2 separate regions of the Arachis hypogaea genome follow, and region 2 is linked to region 1. A link is a contact called in public Hi-C data. All regions are on one chromosome and are shown on one strand. The core of a region is the stretch at or near the end of the contact, and the rest is flanking DNA. Distances in the headings are between cores, read along the strand shown.

Region 1 (3,525 bases), core at 716-3,215:
ATAATCAATAACATTTCCAAAAAATCAACAACATGATTCTTTGTTAAAAGAGCGACAGAAAAGAAATGAAGCCCAAACAAGGAATGAAAATCAACAAACAATAGATCTGGAAATCGCAGAAGATTGAAGGAAGCACGAAGAGTGAAGAGAATAGACATTAACGGAGGGAATTGAGAGGGGACGAACCTGCTGAAAGTGGAACGCGAAGTCGCTCAGTGAGAGATTAGGGTTTTTGTGTACGGCGACTGAGATCAGAGGCTAAGTGCGGAAGGAGCTAGGGTTTTTGTAGTGCTCACTTCAGCTTAGCCTTCTCTTTCGTTTATTTACCATTCAGGGTCCCAACTTATTTTAATTTGTTTGGGCTTTAGCGTTTTGGATAAAGCCCACTATTGAGGAGAAAATATTAAATCAGTGGCCCAATTTGATATTTTATAATAACTAAAAACAAAAAAATAAAAAAACTTTCTCTGAGTGCTTGAAAGTTAGATCCTGAGTGTGAGTGTTGCTCCTTGCTAATGCTATTTTTAGTTCGGTCTCTCAATAAAGTTGTTATAACGGAGATAAAAATAACAAAGAATGACAGCAAAACAGTTGAGGGTTTCTTCACAGCCTATGAAAATTTATCTTTGTATTGGGTTGCCTGATTAGAGAATTAAACAAAGAAATTATATTTGTTTATGAAGTGTGTTAAGCTTTGCTTGACTTAGTAATGTTGAAACACTTTTAATAGAGATTGTTTGTTTTCAATTCCAAAAAACTCTTTTTTTTTTCGGTCTGGCAAAAACGACTTTCGATTGTGGAATGTAGTTGGGAAAAAAAAAAGATCGATCTTTTTTTTTTCAGAAATAGATCAAAAATCCACACTGATAGTAGGGGGGAGGCCTAACACTTAATTTTTCTCATTCCCTTTAAAAAAATTTCATTAATGCGATCAACCACAACTGATTTCCTTATGATAGAATGCATATCAAAGAATTAAAACAGAATGCAAATCAAAGAATGCATATCAGCATAAATAAGAAGTTAAGAATAAACAGTCAATAGCATATTCAATCAAGCTACCAAGCCACCAAACTAGTATCGATGTTTGACTTCATTCATAAATTAGAAGTTAGTTAGCATTTTAAAAATAGGAAAAAGAAGCTGTCCACAAAAGCATGAAAGAAGCTGTCCAGTAAAACAAATTTCATAAACAAATTCACAAAAAAATTTCAAAAGCATGAAACAAGCTGTCCATAGCCACAAACACAAGAATATATGATTATATGATAGAGCCATAACAAAAACAAAGAATAGGTAAACTGTAATCACAGTTCCTTATTTCAAAAAATAAAAAATAAAAATCTTCACTTACTGAAAGTCTGAAACACAGCCGCCAAGGAGCAGAGGAAGAGAGAGGAGCGCGCCGGGAATCCGCCGGACACAGAACCGTCGAGGCCCGAGAGGCAAAGGAGGAGAGATGAGCAGAGGATAGAGTAGAGGCAAGACCAAACAGCGCCGTCGGGGGTGCGATTCGGTGAAGACTGGCGAAAATCGTGATGAGACAGGGACCGGCGACTGGGAGACCGACGATGATGAGCTGCTGCCTGAAGGCTGAAGGAAGTCGAGGGTCAGGGTCTCTCAGTCTCAACTCTCAAGGTCAGGGAAGGGAAATTAGGGCCGGCTGTTGTTTGTGGTTGTGGGAAGGAAAAGTGAAATATTTTTATTTATATGATATGTAAATTTACAAAAATACCCTTAAAAAAATAAGATAGCAGCCCACTCCCATTTTTGACAGGTTCAACCCGTTTTGACATCCATACGTTCTATTAAAATGATCGATCAAGGCACGTTATTATCTATATAATATAGCATTCTTTTTTCTATTTTTATCTATCACTTACAGAATGTAGACCAAAATGATTTACGTTATGAAACATAATAACCTTGGGAAATGAAGTCGTGGTGATGACTAACTTTAAGCATATTCTCCTGTAAATTACAGAATAACATATTGAACATTTCTAGTCAGTTCTCATGCATCATGTTAAATTATACAGATAGCATTGTATTTGATGTCATTTTGATCTTTTCCTAGTTGGTGAAAGTTGGGAGCATTGCAACCACATATTGTTGATACTGATAACAATGGACGTTAATCCTGCTTGACATCTACACTTGCAGGTTTAATAGGTTCTACTTGAGCTGGTTCAGTATCGGCCTCAACCTGCCATAACATTAAGGTTTGGAGTTAAAATTATATTCATAAAGTTTATGAAGTTGAAGCATTCATACAAAAATACAAACATAATACAGCGCACGCATGATGCAACACCTCTGATGTGTGTTCCATGAGCATTTACAATCACTCGTTTTCTTTTAAAATGTTTGATAAGTATGTAAAACATTAAGAATAAGTGAGTGTGGATACTCTTTATACAGATTGCTTCTGACTTAATTGGATATCACTCCAGGAATTTCACGTCAATCACCCTGTTTATTTATAAGGATTAGGTTTTCCGCTTTTCCTTATTGCATATCATATTGTTGATGGCAGCTCCAGAACAAATCACAAATCAAGATAGTGCCATGCATATGCTAGGCAACAAGATTCAGAACCAATACCAGATCTAAATTCTAACTCCAGTTATAAGCTATAAGAGATAAGCTTGAAAGTAGAATACAAAATATCATTTTGTTCAACAGCTTTCCATAACATTATGTATTCAAGTTACTAAAGAGACACTGAGGAGATTAATGGGGTTCATGACCCAGCACACCATTGGCTATTTCCTGTAAACAAAGTGTTAAGTCTCTCTTACCAACCAGGATGAAATCATGGACAACTACGCTACTAGAAATTCAAAGAATTTACCTTAAAAATGAGCACAAATTCTCTATCATTATAATTAAAATGGGATTTCTCATTATGATGCACTTAAATTTTGGTTTGGAGAAAGTTTGCGCCACTTCAATTTCATGGAATGCCCCCACAACTCATTAGATGCTCATAAAAAATATATTTACAAGTGAGTTGCTAACAAAATAATCAAGGAATCTAACCCGAGTTATAGTGAAGTTTGAGCATTAAGTAAACTAGATGAGCAAACTCACGTTGGGTTCTATTTCTAACCACTACCTCGTTGAGCTCAAGCAGCAGAGATTGTTAGCCATCAGTCCAAGGTGGTTTTTTCCCCCAAGGGAAAGAAGGGAACTAATCCTTTTCGAGCACAATCAAGCATTCTCTCCACAAGTAGAACCTAGATTTTCCCCATTGCCGTAGAGTGCCTCTACTACTACACCATAACCCTTGGTGATAAAGGTCCTAGGATCAATTAAGGTTAACTAATGATTTGCCAATTATACACCCCAAAGGAAAATGAAAAAGGAAACAAAGATAGCTTCTTCACTCTTAATTTTGTAAAAAGGAATTAAACCCCCCAGTCCCCATGGTTGTTAACAACAGATAAGTTGAAGTTCACACCTGAAGTTAAACAATAACAAGGGCAAATTCAAAGTTCAAACAATATCCTATTGCATAGCTGT
Region 2 (3,525 bases), core at 432-2,931, 99 kb after region 1:
CTTCCACAATGTCTGCGAATTCTGGGAAATCTTCGGCATTGTCATGAATAATCTCGAGAGCCACCATGCAATCATTTTCACATTCCACCTTTCTATACCCAAACTGCCACGCCAACCACAAACCATGGCGAATAGCTACTAGTTCCGCTGCAACGCTGCCGGCGAAACCAATATGACTGACGAATCCGGTAATGCAGTTGCCATCTTGATCTCTAAGTAAGCCACCACATCCGGCTCTTCCTGGATTTCCCCTTGAACTTCCATCCACGTTGAGTTTGATAGCCCCTTCAGATGGTGGAACCCAGCGAACTAACATCCTTTATATACAAACACAGTAAATTCTCAAACTAAACACAACTATATCTGATCTTGGTTGCCATATTCAAAGATGCTATTATAATTTTGCAATTATTTTGTAGTGTGTACATAGCTAAGGAAAACCAATGGCAAAGAGAAAAACATGTGGGCACCAAAACCAGAGGACTTCAATTTAGAACGAACTTGATCATACATATGTGAAACATTTTTGTATATAAAATCATATATGTTTGTAGCAAAATAAAAATATTAAGTAATAATAAAGAGATTATTTACTTGATTTTAGACTGGGTTGGATCACTGATTGAGAGGAATAGAATGATGTGATGAACAAAAACAAGAACTAGAACTTGAGTGGGTTGTGGGTTGATGGTATAACTGTAAGCGAATGAAATGGTCAATTATTTTTGTACAGATTTATAGAGATTCATTTTCGGTTTTCAGTGAAAGGTACCAGGCCTCATTTGGAGAGGACGAGGGAAAGAGGGATTTGAGAAGAGGTGAGAGAAGAGAGGATTTGAGAGTGTGAGCTTCAGATTGTAATTGTATTCGTTCAACAACTGCTTGAACTGCATTGCTTAAATAGTTAAATAGCACAGAGTAACTAACCGAACTCTCACGTGTAACTAACTGCGGACTCAGCCTCTACTTTACCAATCATTGCAGGAGAGAGGAGGGGTAGATGACTGGCTTGCTGCATTTATGGAGCGAAACTTTTTTTTCTATTTTTTGATGGAAAAGATTATTATAACTGTATTAAATGATGATCGTTCTTGAAAACTCTTCCCAGTTATTCAATTAAAGTAAGGAAATAAATAAAGTAAAGGGGATAAAAAAAAAAAGAACAGAAGGGAGTTCCGTTCACGTTGTGTTGGAGGCTTGGAACTATCTTTCTTACCTAAGTTTTACATACAAAAGTTATTTTAATTATATGTCTAGTATGGAAATTCATATACTGACTAAATCTCCATTTTGAAGAGGTATCTTTTTTTTTGTCAATTGAGGAAGAATAATTTGGCAATATATATTTCCGTTACCTAATTTGAGCGACAAAATCATTACAGAATGTGTCTCCCTTATAATTACTAATTTCCCTTATGCTGTGTACTAGCAGATAGGGTCTAACATAAATTAGGAAGAACAAAATTAGAGATATATTAAAAAAGGTTTGTTATATGGTACAGATTTACGTTTACACTTTACAGATACTTTTATAACATTTCTCTTTTTCAGTACGTGTATAATTTTGTTTTTTTTTTTTTTGGTTATAGTATAATTTTGTCTTTATATTGGAAAAGTAGCTAGACAAGTTGTGGTGGTCTACTAAGTTGAGGGCTTAGTTAGGTACAAAAACGGGGAAGTTATCCATGTTGGACCCTCTCTATATATGGGTTGGTCCTTGACTTCTTAGATTGGTTTTTTTCTTTTTCTTAACAGATCCTGCAAGAAAAATAAAGAAAGAGTTTTAATATCAATAATAATATTAATTAGCTAAGACAAAAAAGATATTAATTAGCTAAAATATAAATTTAATTTTAATTGATATAATTATTTTTAAAAAAAGTTAAAGCATATGCACTTTTTAATTGATGGAGAAATTTGGTAACTACTTTTATATATTATATATGAAAGAGAGCTTTTTTCTTGTATAATTCAAAAATGAAAAAGAAAGAGAAATTTTTGGAGTTAACAATTTTTAGTAGTTTTGGTTATTATTTAATCAGTACAAATATTAAATTATTTTTAAAAAAAATTTATTAATTTATATGGACAAATTTAAAAAAATATATGGATACAAATTATATTAGTTTATGTGTGTAAAATTTTAATAAATAATTAAATATAGATACAAATTATATGCTTCTATATGTAAAATATTTATAAATATAAATGTAAATTATTATTGACAAAAAATAATAATATTTGCTAACGACTATACAGCATTGCTCATATTCTAATTATTAAGTATATTTAAAAGTTGGCATATTTTTAATTATTTACATACTTATTTAACTATTTTTTTTATTAATCTGTTAAAAGCTTTTAAATTCTAATAGTATTTAATTTATATATTGGTACATGTATTAAAATGGCTAAAAAATACAAACAAAGAAAAATTTTATAAAAAAAGTATAATTACTTAATGTTTATATGTAAATGGACCTTAGGTTTGATTGTAGTGAAATTGGAGTAAATACCCATAGTTGTCCTTGAGATTAGCGCAAATATTCAATGTAATTCTTAAGATTCCGATTTTTTCATTGTAGTCCCCCAAATAGAGCTCCGAACACTCAAAGTATCTTTAATATTAGTGTCAAAATTCGTATTTTTAATATTTCTACTTTTCTAAACTATAAAATTTAATTTTCTAATTTTTTGAATAATAATTAATTTATTGACTAATTATTTATTAATTTTTCAGAATTTACAGCCTCAGAATAAAAATATTTAACTGGCTGGCCTTACACAAGAGACTCCTAACCTCAGAACATCGTGCACATTTTTTTGGTGTCTTCCCCTACTGCCACAGATGCAATGGATGTCCAGAAACCATAAAATATGTTTTGAGAGACTTTCTTGGTGATTCAAGTTTATGGACACATTTAATACACCCTTCTTTTTTTGAAGAAGATAGTATTATATTAAAGCGGGCCTAGCAAGTCCAAATAGGCCAGATTACAAATTTCAAGAAGAGCTTTCTCCACTCATATAGTATCTAAATTGGATAGGGCCAGTTTTGCTAAATTATGTGCAACAAGGTTTCCATTTCTCTTTACATAAAAAATCTGAAAAGTTCTAAACCTATTCAAAAAATGATTGCAGTTTGAGAGAATTAAGCCCAGACTATTCTTGTAAGACTGAGCATTCCTAAGGCCCCTAATAATATTCATATTATCACCCTTTATGATTATATAAAAAAAAATACCCATGTAACGCCATATTTAGGCCAAGAAGACACGCGGTTGCCTCTGCTTCAGCAATTGATAAATCAGTTGAGAGCTTTCATATGCCAGCTACCATAATAACTTCCTCTCCATCTCTAATTACTGCTCCTGCTCCCCTCTCCTTATCGCTGGAACAAGATGCATCAAAATTGAGCTTGTACGCTCCTGATGGTGGCGCCTCCCATGAACTGTGACTAAGACTCCCCGGTGGAGGTGCTGCAGCGGTTGAAGAGCGATGATTCTCTGTCTCTTCAAATTTGCA

What was found. A called contact is a pair of places that touch in the nucleus more often than the background predicts.
Region 2: a contact with region 1 is called in a Hi-C map of an unstated tissue, with 5 times the contacts expected there. The contact joins the enhancer-like site here to the promoter of LOC112751605 in region 1. A contact is called at or near these places in 3 of 8 Hi-C or Micro-C datasets (leaf and an unstated tissue).

Annotation. Positions count from the first base shown.
Region 1 is chr15:155,515,581-155,519,105 of arahy.Tifrunner.gnm2.J5K5, forward strand. LOC112751605 (large ribosomal subunit protein uL30y) reads right to left here and starts at 1,966. Exons shown (of 8, transcript XM_025800802.3): 1 at 1,926-1,966; 2 at 1,355-1,805. It overlaps LOC112751606, which reads right to left. Exons shown (of 4, transcript XM_025800803.3): 4 at 1,927-2,206. The coding sequence ends at 2,135.
Region 2 is chr15:155,614,775-155,618,299 of arahy.Tifrunner.gnm2.J5K5, forward strand. No RefSeq gene overlaps it. Among protein-coding and RNA genes, the nearest start is that of LOC112751611, 17 kb to the right of the region's middle. Within about 2 kb of position 1,682, at least 2 of the 3 cell types and tissues checked have open chromatin away from gene starts, as enhancers often do.